Linked DNA regions of Macaca mulatta: region 2 is linked to region 1. A link is a contact called in public Hi-C data. All regions are on one chromosome and are shown on one strand. Each heading gives the region's core, a stretch centred on a gene start, on an enhancer-like site or on the middle of the called end of the contact. The rest is flanking DNA. Distances are from core to core; before and after follow the strand shown. Region 1 holds the start of CTH (cystathionine gamma-lyase). Region 2 holds the start of ANKRD13C (ankyrin repeat domain 13C).

Evidence for each region. Hi-C and Micro-C count contacts between places; a contact is called where the count stands out from the background.
Region 2: a Hi-C map of liver shows a contact between it and region 1, with 2.9 times the contacts expected there. The contact joins the promoter of ANKRD13C here to the promoter of CTH in region 1. A contact is called at or near these places in 3 of 14 Hi-C or Micro-C datasets (fetal cortex germinal zone, fetal cortical plate and liver).

What each region holds. Positions count from the first base shown.
Region 1 is chr1:170,207,731-170,214,053 of T2T-MMU8v2.0, reverse strand. It overlaps CTH (cystathionine gamma-lyase), which reads left to right and starts at 1,652. Exons shown (of 12, transcript XM_015142534.3): 1 at 1,652-1,965; 2 at 6,321-6,323. The coding sequence starts at 1,798.
Region 2 is chr1:170,278,721-170,284,858 of T2T-MMU8v2.0, reverse strand. It overlaps ANKRD13C (ankyrin repeat domain 13C), which reads right to left and starts at 1,856. Exons shown (of 12, transcript XM_077954160.1): 1 at 1,099-1,856. The coding sequence starts at 1,528.

The sequences.
Region 1 (6,323 bases), core at 403-2,902:
ACCATGCCCAGCTAATTTTTATATTTTTAGTAGAGACAGGGTTTCACCATGTTGGCCAGGCTGGTCTCGAACTCTTGACCTTGGGTGATCTGCCCACCTCAGCCTCCCAAAGTGCTGGAATTACAGGCATTAGCGAACCCTCCTGGCCTGGTGCTATCTTCTGAATAATTCTTCATTACAGTACACTAAATAAAATGTCTGCATTTATGCAACTCAGGGTTTGTCAGCAAATACTAGGAGGTAAAAGTAAATGGAACTATTTTAGACCTTTTGGCCCCTAAATGCCATACCATATCACACAAAAATACCCATCTATAGTTGTATATAAATATTGAGGTGAGTTGCAGTTGATGTTATATTTTTAAAAGAAAAATATTAATTAAATATGTATTAATATACACCCTTAGTGTTTTGAAGTCTATCAATTTTTTTTTCCCCAGCCATACAAGTTTGGTAGGCTTCTAAAAGCTTGTAGGCCCTCAAGCACCACTCCTCTAGTGCTGAATGGGTTAAGTGTCCCTGAATCTAATTTGAAAAGCAAATTGCCTCATTCTTTCTCTTCACATCTTTCTTTCAAACTGTACATTTTAAGAGCTGTTTATTCCTTATTCTCCTTGTTCTTAATTTGTTTAATAAAGTTTTAGATCTTTAGCGAATATTTTGCAAGAACAGAAATATCCCCAAATTTCCTGGTGCTAGAAAACAGCCACGATAGTAAGTAGGTCAAGTCTGTATTGTTTAGGGAACAAGGAGATTTTTGTTTGTTTTAAACGAGTGATTCTTCTGAGAGTAGGACTCTGGGTGCAGGTGAGCGGTAAACATTCCTTTTTCCTGCAGGGATGTTGCTGTCAGTTGTGAAAAGCAAAAGCATTTTGTGTAAGGATGTTAGACTCCAGTAAGTTTTTCAAAGCCACATTATCTTTCTCATTAGGGGGAGTTTCTGCTTGTACTTGAAAAGAAGATAATGATGCTTGAAGAAGCTCAAGATTGACTAAATTTTAGGAAGCTGCCAGAGTTCCTCACTACAGTAGCTTCGTTATGTCTTAAGAACCATTTAACCTTCACTTGTAGTCATCGTTTCAGTCATCGTAAGCACTGGGTCATTACAGAGTTCAGTGTACGTAAAACGCAAGCTGACTGTGACTGATGAGAATCCAAACTGCAAACTGGGCGGCTTGGGCAATTGTTTTCTTAACCAATCTCCACGTTGTGGCTTACGTCTTTTAGCACCGCCCTCAGGGCAAAGGGTGGTGGTCAGAGGCAAGTGCCGCAATAAGAGGGGGCTATTTATGTGGTCTATTTACAGTTACCAGGTTTCAACACTAAGCCAGGTTTCTGCCACGTCTCGGGCGAACCTCCGGCCTGAGGTCACACAGACGCCCGGGTGGCTCTCAGGAGCCAGCATGGCAGCCTCCTCAGGACTGGTACTCAGGAATTTCGCCCGCAGGGACCAACACCACTTGGACCCAGGGACTCCAGCTTCCCTCCACTTTCTGCACTGGGAGGGGCGGTCGCGGTGACGTTTCAGGCAACGCCTCTGCTGTCAGCCAATAAGGAGCGGGAGACGCGTCGGGCTTTTGCTTAATGGGCCGCGCGGGTCCCGCCCCGCTGTGGTCGTGAGATTTTATCTGCCGGCCGGCTAATAAAATCCACCCCACAATCGCCGTGTCCCGCTTTAGTGCTTCGCTGTCGGCTCTTTCTGCGTGCTTTAGCTCCTTCTTGGCCGATCCTTCTGTCTCTCCCTACCCCGGACACCCGGTTTCCCGGTTCTTTTCCTCTCTGCTTTCGCGGTTCAGCATGCAGGAAAAAGACGCCTCCTCACAAGGTTTCCTGCCTCACTTCCAGCATTTCGCCACGCAGGCCATCCATGTGGGCCAGGAACCAGAGCAATGGACCTCCAGGGCTGTGGTGCCCCTCATCTCACTGTCCACTACGTTCAAGCAAGCGGCGCCTGGCCAGCACTCGGTGAGCTGAGTCTGTCTGGGGCTGTCCACAGTTGGGCGGGAAAAGAAAGATGGCTTATGAATTTGAAAGGCATGTAAGTAATTTATAATATTACTTATAAATTAGGAAGGCAACCGAAAGATGTTTCTACGCTGTAATTCTTGCAGTATAGCTTTGTGTCGGATGGTCCAGTGACCGTGGTTCTTTTGATAAGCAGGAATGGAAGAAGCCGTTTGTCCAACTTGCCATATAGATTTGGCCTGAAATTCACGTGATTTTGACAAATTTGCAATTAAAAACCGAAGGTCCTAACTTTTTTGAGTTACCTTTAGCAGCATAAATTTTAAAGATGTAGTTCGGAGTCAGCTTAAAAAATATTAAGGGTCTGATAACTTGACGAGAATTAAGATTGTTCCCAGTAGCTGTATTAATAGTTATTGAGTATCTACTATGTGCCAAATACATACTTGTATATAGCATGTGTACTACACGTATTGTCTCATCTAATCCTAACAACAACCCTAGTCTGAACCGAATCCTCATTTTTTCTCAATAAAACAGCTGAGATTTAGGAAGTTAAGTAGCCTTAGACCAGTAAGTATTGGAGCTGGGATTCAAACTTTAGAAACTTGAGGTTGCTTTAGGAACCAACTCTTAGGCACTCAGCTACACTATGCTATCTCTAATAATGCTAGTAACAATTTAGCCTATTGCATCATTTAATCATTGTGGCTTAGTGATTAAGAACACAAGTCATGACTGGGTGCAGTGGCTTACGCCTGTAATCCCAGCACTTTGGGAGGCTGAGGTGGATGGATCACCTGAGGTTAGAAGTTTGAGACCAGCCTGGTCAACATGGTGAAACCTCGTCTCTACCAAAAATAAATAAATTAGCTGGGCATGGTGGCGGGTAGCTGTAATCTCAGCTACTCGGGAAGCTGAGGCAGGAGGATCGCTTGAACCCAGGAGGCAGAGCTTGCAGTGAGCCAATATCTCATCATTACACTCCAGCCTGGGCGACAAGAGCGAAACTCCAACTCAAACAACAAAAAGAGGACATAAGTCTTATAGTCAAAAGCTAGTTTTGTATTCTGACACCACTTCTTCTGAGCCGGGGTATCTTGGGCAAGTTATTTAACCTATTAAAGCCTCTGATTGATCCTGTATAAATTTGGATAACAATAGTACCTACCGCATAAGTTGTTGAGATGTATTTAAGGCTGTATGGTACATAATAATTACTCGATGGTAATTTGTTTTTTCATGATGTTCATATTTACACTATTTCCATTTGATCCTCACAACAACCAAGTCAGAGGGCAGGACAGGTATTATGTACTTTTTATAGAAAAGGAACTGATCCAGAGTCATACATGAATGATCTGTAAAGCCTATGAAAGAGCCCTCTTTGCTAATCACATAGCTTTTTTTCCCCTTTTGGTGGCATATTTGATGGGTCTTGGGAATTTAAAAGTTACAAGATTTGTAAGAATTAGTTAAAGTCTGTAAGTCCAAGGCCTTGATTATGCTTTGGAAACCACTTCAGTGTGTTATATAAGTTGAGGAAAATCCTTATAGACAGTCCTTTGTTTTGTGAGATAGAGTTCTAAGGCCATTTCTACAACTGATTTAGAATACTCCTTACTGTATTTTAGAATCAAAAGATGTACACAACCTCTCTTTCATCCTTTTTTTTTTTTTTTCAGACAGAGTCTCACTCTGTCGCCCAGGCTGGAGTGCAGTGGTGCGATCGTGGCTCACTGCAACCTCCACCTCCCGGGTTCACGCGATTCTCTGGCCTCAGCCTCCCAAGTAGCTGGAATTACAGGCACCTGCCACTGTGCCTGATTCATTTTTGTATTTTTTTTTTTTAGTAGAGACGGGGTTTCACAATGTTGGCCAGGCTGGTCTTGAACTCCGGATCTCGTAACCCACCCGCCTTGGCCTCCCAACGTGCTGGGATTACAGGTGTGAGTCACTGCGTCCAGCTCACAGCCTCTCTTTCAAACATGCAGTTCATTTCTCGTGTAGGGTTTAATGAATGTGTAGCTGCCCAAGCTTTGGAACTCAGTGCAAAAGTTAACCATTCGGGTGTAATATTAATAATTAAATGTTTCCAGGAAGCCAGCAGGGATGGTTAAATCCACAAAAACTCTGCTTAGTATCTTTTTTTTGTTTTTGTTTTTGTTTTTTGAGACAGAGTCTTGCTCTGTTGCCCAGGCTGGAGTGCAGTGGTGCCACCTTGGCTCACTGCATCCTCCGCCTCCTGGGTTCAAGCAATTCTCCTACCTCAGCTTCCCGAGTAACTGAGATTACAGCTACCCGCCACCATGCCCAGCTAATTTATTTATTTTTAGTAGAGACAGGGTTTCACCATCAGACTGGTCTCGAACTCCTGACCTTAGGTGATCCACCTCTGAAAGTGCTGGGATTACAGGCATGAGCCACTGCGCCCGGCCCTTTTTAAAAATTAGCTAAGACCACTAAAGGGAATTTGAAGAGTTGAATGAGAAATGTAAGGTACTTTTCTGTGGCAGACGCCACATGAATCCAAGCATTTTTTTTTTTTTTTTAATCTGCTGGGTGCAGCTGCAGGTCATGGTAAGAAGGTGATGGTGGGGAGTGGTAAGGATATCCTAGAACCCTGTAAAATGTATCTGCTCAGGCTGGGCATGGTGGCTTACGCCTGTAATCCTAGCACTTTGGGAGGCTGAGGCAGGCGGATCATGAGGTCAGGAGATCGAGACCATCCTCCCTAATGTGGTGAAACCCTATCTCTACTAAAAAAATACAAAAATTAGCTGGGTGTGGTGGCATGCCTGTAGTCCCTACTCGGGAGGCTGAGGCAGGAGAATCGCTTGAACCCAGGAGGTGGAGTTTGCACCACTGCACTCCAGCCCGGAAACAGAACAAGACTCCCATTCAAAAAAAAAAAAGTCTGCTCAACTTGTCATAAACAAGGGCACATAGCAACAAAACTTTTAAAAGTTATTATTATTAATACTGGGAGCTTCTGAATCAGAAACAAAGGTGAAAGAGTGTTGTGTTTTGTTATGTGTGATGTGAAGCTGAGGGAGAAAATTATAGGACTTCTAATTAATGTTGAAATCCTTGGTTTGCAATCTGGTTTTGACACTCTCTAGGTACTACTACATTTGGCTTCACTTTCTCAGTCATAAGGATTAATAGAATGACTGGATGAATATAGCTAGCAGGGTGCCTTATATGTAAGAGCAGAATAATGCAATTTTTTTTTTTTTTTTTGAGACAGACTCTGTCGGCCAGGCTGGAGTGCAGTGGCACGATCTCGGCTCAGTGCAACCTCCACATCCTGGGCTCAAGCAATTCTCCTGCCTCAGCCTCCCGAATAGCTGGGATTACAGGAATGCATATTTCTAAAAAGTATTGTGTGGAGTTGTTTTGCCAGGAATTGCTCCCTATGTTTTGAGCCGCTTTTGTAGAGCCAAGATGTGAATGAATGCTGAGTATTTGTAGGATCCGATCATAACTTCCTGTTGTATGCCAAATAGAACTTGAATCAGCCTGACAGGTGGCTCACACCTATCCTCTCAGCACTTTGGGAGGCCAATGTGGGAGGATTGCTTGAGGTCAGAAGTTCAAGACCAGCCTGGGCAACATAGCTAGACTGCCTCTACAAAAAATAAAATTAAAATATTAGTTAGGCATGGCGATGTGCACCTGTAGTCCTAGCTACTCAGGAGGCTGAGATGGGAGGATTGTTTAGCCCGGGAGTTTGAGGCTGCAGTGAGCTGTGATTGCCCCACTGTACTCTAGCCTGGGCAATAGAGGGAGGTCCTATCCTTAAAACAAAAGAAACTTGTATCATTTAATCACTTATTTCTTAGGAAATGAAACACAGGTTAGAATTAGGTTTATTCTGTTGGCTTATGCAAGTCCCTTTTCCTAATGTTTCCAGATTAATGAAAAAAGGTGAGTCTAATATAATAAAAATACTAATAATAAAAACTGCCATTTATTTAGTGATTAGCATGTGCCAGGAAACATGTAGTGAATTTGTGCATTATCTCATTTTATTTTCACAACGATTTTATGAATTAGACATCTGTATTTCATTCCCATTTTACAGATACTGAGATTGACTTTTAGAAATGTGAAGTAACTTACCTAGTGTCGTGCACCTCAGAAGTGGCAGATACAGAATTCACATAGAGTTTGTTTGACTTCAGAGCCTCTTGACTATAGCCACAGCACTCTTCTGCTTCTGTATTAAAGCAAGACATATCATGACTAAAGAATAGAAACTCATATGGTAGGGTGAAACTGTAGTTGTCTATGTTAGGACTCTGATAATAAACTTAAATCTCTTAGGATGAACTCAAACTTGTTTTCTTCAGGGT
Region 2 (6,138 bases), core at 607-3,106, 71 kb before region 1:
GTTAGAGAATTATACAGCCAAGAGAAACCTTACTCTTTTTTTATCTGAATTTTTGTCCTAAAAAGCCTACAATCCGATGGAATTAAGGGAACTTATTTCACAGGCAAATATTTCATTGATACGTATATCATTCTGAGCACAAAGTTGGTTGAGCGTGTTCTAACTGAATGTATACACTTTTCATATTAAAAGCAGAGCGATCAACAATATGTGCCAACTACCCAGTTTAAAACGGCTTATTAAATGTTAAAATGTCAGTGTTCACATTAGTTTTCATTAATAAATTTACTGTTGCTTAAAAGTTAACTCAGTCACACGATTTTTTAGAATTAAACAAAAAATTCAGCTTACAAGGCAAAAAGAAATGGTTAATATAGACTAAGATAAAATTACTATGAAAATCATAATTCTATTTTCAGTCACAGTCATCAAGATTAGACATTACTATTAGCAATTATCTACTTAAAACAAGCAAAACATCAAATCCCTACTCCAACAAAAATCGGCTGTTGAGAAGTCTAACTGTTCTAGGTATCAAATACCGACAAATTTCTACCGTGTGGCTTTCAGAAATCAAACATTCTAAGTTTACTATAAGCAGACAAAAAAGAAACAACCTGGTGGCAGGCAGAATCACAACCAGTTGCCGTCAAGATGGGATCTGTTATGAGTAATGAAGGGAGGAGGGCAATTTATGTGTTCAAAATTTAAAATGCCAAGGTGGGGGAAAGGGGAGAGAAATAAAAAATACATAGCTCTATAAACAAAGGGAGAAAACCAGGTTGGGTGAGAGGCAACCTAAAATTTCTGGCAGTCCAGAATCAGCAAATCGAAGGCCTGTCTCAAACAAAACAGCTTCTCACGAGAAACTTTGAAGTGGGCAAGGAGGATACATTCCTTTGCACCCACAAGAACCAACCCCCTGACCACTGGCACGCTATTACTGAGTCGGTCATGATTTACCGAATGGCCCGGATGATGGGCAAAGGGGAGGAAAGAAGAGTCTGCTGGAGGGGGGGCCTAGGATTCCAGAAGCCTGGGGAGGCACACCCTAGGCTCGGGGAAGGAGAGAGGTGGAGAGGGGCTAGCACTCCTCACCGTGATTATCTTTCTGCCCGATATTGTGAGTGCGGATGAGAGAGGAAAGTCTCCTCACATCCCCCTTGAAGACGCACTCGTGCACTGGGTAGTGTGCAGGGCAACTGCCTGCATCCGCGACGACAGCAACGGGATTGGTGCCGGCCAGAAGGGCCGGGGACTGGGAGGTGGCAGTCACGGAGGAATTGTGCAGCGGCAGAGCCGGGGCGCCGGGGGGATTGGAGGAGGACGGAGCTGCCTTCAGCTGCAGCCGGTGGTGATGGTTACTGAAGATCTTATGACAAGATTTGCCGCCCTTGCCAATCCTGCTTCTGGTAAAGGTGCCGCCAAGGGCAGCCGCCGCTTCCTCATCCCCGGGCTCCAGCAGGTCCCCTTCTTCTTTGCTGGGCTTGTGGTCCCTCCGCAGTGAGCGGATCTTCTCCCCGGTCATCGCCGCCGCCAGGGGCAAGGCGGGGAATCGGGAGGCTCACCGCCGGCGACGGAGCTGGCGCTGCGGCGGCCCAAGGCGATTAGAGCGGTGGCCAGGAGCCTCCAGCGCAGCATGAACTCCCACTGCGCCCCCGAGCCTGGGACAAACGCATCTCCCGGGGAAGAGCCGGCTCTCGCCTAGGCACGAAGGGACGCGCGCTCGCTGGGGGGAGCTAGAGCTCAGGTGCCCACGACATCAAGATCTCAGCCTCGCCGTCGCAGCTGCCGTCGCCGCCTCACACCGAAAAACAGGGTACGGCCATCTTCCTCTTGCTCCTCTCGCGAGAGCTCCCCCCGCGAGAGCTCCCCCCGGGAGCGAAGAGAGAGGAAACACCGCGATAAGAGAGCCACCGGCTCCCTCCCTCGCACCTTGTATTCCCAGAATCACTAGGCGCCGGCGCCTCCCAGGCAGCGTGTTTCCGCCCCGAGCTGGAGTTTCCCAGCTGCCAGCCGACCTCGAGACCGCACTCCCACCAACCGCGCTTTTTGTGGGCGGTCTGAAGCCACAGCCTGCGTTGGATATGTTCGGTGCATGTTACAAACAACCACTTAAACCCTCCGGATCAGCGCCTACCGCAGAGGAATGCAGAATGACGCCACGGCACGCAGGATGTGATGTCGCCGAGATGCACAGAATACTCGTTCAATCAACATTTACTGAGCATCTACTTCGTGCCATACTCCGAGCTAGCAAATATGTAGAGCACCAGCCCTGATTGCAAGGAGCACTATACAAGAGGAATGACAGCCAAACAATTAAAAGAGGAGGCGGGGTTGCACGCAAAAAAGGGAGGGGCGAATTTTTGTGTTGAGTTGTCAGGAAACTCATAGAAGAGTTTAGGGGCTGACTTTGGAAAATGATGGGCTGTCCAGCAAACGGAAAGAGGGGAGGCCAATCAAATATTGTATTCGATGAATGAATTTCGGGCAGATGTCAGAGTTAACATGAGGGTGGAGACACTCAAGGAGCGCAAATAATCGTGTAACTGAAATATAATTGTATTAGTTCATGGCCAACCTCAACCTAGTGTCAAACTCTGAAGAAACGTGAATCTGCCAACCATAAAACTTTAACAAAGTAACTAAAGCTGGCCACTGAGGAGGTAAGGATGGGGGTTAGCAAAACATCCTAAAGATCTTAACCCATTTAGCTCTCCAAAGTTCCCCTATATTCTGACATCAAATACTTCAGGTCTCTTTTCTTTTTTTTTTTTTTTTTTTTTGACAGCGCCTCTGTAGTCCAGGCTAGAGTACAGTGGTGTGATCTCGGCTCACTGCGACCTCCATCTCCCAGGTCCAAGTGATTCTCCTGCCTCAGCCTCCAGAGTAGCTGGGATTATAGGCCCGCGCCACCCCACCAAGCTAATTTTTGTACTTTTAGTAGAGACGGGGTTTCGCCATGTTGGCCAGTCTGGTCTTGAACCCTGACCTTAGTGATCCGCCAGCCTCAGCCTCCCAAAGTGCTGGGATTACAGGCATGAGCCACTGCGCTCAGCCAGATCTCTTCTTTCTGAAGTTTATACTACCACTAACTCATCTCCACAAACAAACAATTCTGTGGGCCTCTCTTAATCCTCCCCGATCACTCAACTTTTCACCTCCAATTTTCTTCCCAGTCTATTCAAATAAACCTCTTTCTTCCTTTTCTTTCTTTTTCAGTGGAGTGGAGAGTTCCGTTTATGTTAAAACATTACCCAATCAGCAGTTCAAAGCATCCTCTTGCGACAGCAATAGAGATTGAACAAATACATGCAGTAATATTTTCTTCTTCCACAATAGCCAATATTTATTGTTAACGCTAAGCCAGGCAGTATGCTTGGCACTTTATATGCTGTTATCTCCCCCTGATTAGCATTAATATCCTCACTTGAAGTTTTTTAACTTCAAGTTTAAAAAACTTGCCCAATACTTCAATGCTAGCATGTGGTATAATCAAATCTGACTGTAAGGCTAGAGAGAGAGGAAGGGCCAGGTCATGCAGGGCTTTGTATGTCATCTTAAAAGTTTACACTTGGCCAGGCGCGGTGGCTCACGCCTGTAATCCCAGCTCTTTGGGAGGCCGAGGCAGGCGGATCATGAGGTCAGGAGTTTGAGACCAGCCTGGCCAATATGGTGAAACCCCCTCTCTACTAAAAACACAAACATTAGCTGGATGTGGTGGCATTCGCCTGTACTCCCAGCTACTCCGGAGGCTGAGGCAGAAGAATCGCTTGAACCCAGGAGGCAGGGCTGCAGTGGGCCGAGATCATGCCACTGCACTCCAGCCTCGGTGACACAGTGAGACTCTGTCCAAAAAAAAAAAAAAGAGAGAGAATAGTCTTTTTAGAGAACTTAAAGCAGGGAATAGCATAATGCAATTCACCTTTTTAGAAAATTCAGTCACTCAGGCCAGGCGCAGTGGCTCATGCCTGTAATCCCACCACTTTGGAAGACCGAGGTGGGTGGATCACCTGAGGTCAGGAGTTCAAAACCAGCCTGGTCAACATGGTGAAACCCCGTCTCTACTAAAAATACAAAAATTAGCTGGGCATGGTGGGCACCTGTAATCCCAGCTACTCAGGAGGCTGAGGCAGGAGAATCGCTTGAACCTGGGAGGTGGAGGTTGCAGTGAGCCAAGATCGTGCCATTGCACTGCAGCCTGGGTGAGAAGAGCAAAACTCCGTCTCTAAATAAATAAATAAATAAATAAATAAATAAATAAATAAATGAAAATTCAGTCACTCATACTTTAGATAAGCATCAAGAACAGAATTTTAAAGAAGTGTGCAGTAATTCAGATGATGAGAGCATGAACCAAATTAGTGAGAGTGAGGCAGAAAAAGGTTTAAGAGATTTTTTTAAAAATGAGTTCAATCTTAGCATATTGAGTTGAAAGTTGCTTATCTGTAGGGAGTTAGATGGTCTACATTTTAGATATTTGCAAGTGATCCTTAGGTGATAGAGAACCAGGTATAGGCTGGATTCAGAAGTTATTATTACACAGAAGTTGATGCTCAGGAAGTAGGTGAGTTCCCCAAAGAAGAGTTTATAGAGTGAGAAATTAAGAAGGTCCAGTATAGAACAAAATCTTGAAAACACCAATATTCAAAGCGTGTGTATAGGGAAAGTGGCCAGCATACTATTATTACTAAAAACCTACACCAAATTATATCTCATTATACTTGTGAAGTATTCTATCACTAGATCCTAGATTTGAAATTTCTTTATTAGTGGCTGTCACCCATGAATGACATGGATGTCACCCATGGAATGTGGAAACTCCTAAGTATCCCTCCAGTAAAATACATACCAAAAATAATAGTCAGGCCAAGTGTGGTAGCTCACACCTATAATCCCAACACTTTGAAAGACCAAAGCAGGAGGATCACTTGAGGTCAGGAGTTTGAAACCAGCCTAGGCAACATAGTGGAATCCCATCTCTATCAAAAAATATAAAAAAATTAGCCACCTGTGGTGCTGAACACCTGTAGTCCCAGCTACTCAGGAGGCTGGGGTGGGAGACCCACTTGAGCCCGGGAGTCCAAGGCTGCAGTGAACTGGGATTGCACCACTGCACACCAGCCTGAGTGACAGGTAACCTGTTTTAAAAGTAAATCGTCATTCTCAGCAAACTATCGCAAGAATAGAAAACCAAACACCACATGTTTTCACTCATAGGTGGGAACTGAACAATGAAAACACTTGGAAACAAGAAGGGGAACATCACACACTGGGGCCTGTTGTGGGGTGGGGGGAGAGGGGAGGGATGGCATTAGGAGATATACCTAATGTAAATGACGAATTAATGGGTGCAGCACACCAACATGGCACATGTATACATATGTAACAAACTTGCACGTTGTGCACATGTACCCTAGAACTTAAAGTATAATAAAAAGGAAAAATAAATAAATAAATAAAATTCATCTTTATTTATTATTTATGTTATTTAATTTTGAGACGGAGTTTTGCTCTTGTTGCCCATGCTGGACTGCAACGGTGTGGTCTCGGCTCACTGCAACCTCTGCCTTCTGGGTTCAAACGATTCTCCTGCCTCAGCCTCCCAAGTAGTTGAGATTACAGGTCTCCATCAGCATGCCCAGCTATTTTTTGTATTTTTAATAGAGATGGGGTTTCACCATGTAGGACAGGCTGGTCTCGAACCTCTGGCCTCAGGTGATCTGCCCACCTTGGCCTCCCAAAGTGCTGGGATTACAGGCATGAACCACCATACCAGGACTTATTTTTTGTTGTTTTTTTGAGATGGGGTCTCATTTTGTCAGCTAGGCTGAAGTGCAGTGGTGTGATTTCAGCTCACTGCAACCTCCACCTCCCAGGCTCAAGTGGATCCTCCTGCTTTTCAGCCTCCCAAGTACTGGCACTATAGGGCCTAGCTAATTTTTGTATTTTTTTGTAGAAACTGGGTTTGACCATGTCACCCAGGCTAATCTCAAACTCCTGGACTCAAACCATTAACTCACCTCGGCTTCCTGAAGTGTTGGGGTTATAGGTGTGAGCTACTGCCCCCGGCCCATTCATTATTATTTTTTTTTTATAGAGACTGTGTCTCACTGTGTTGGCCAGGCTAGCCTT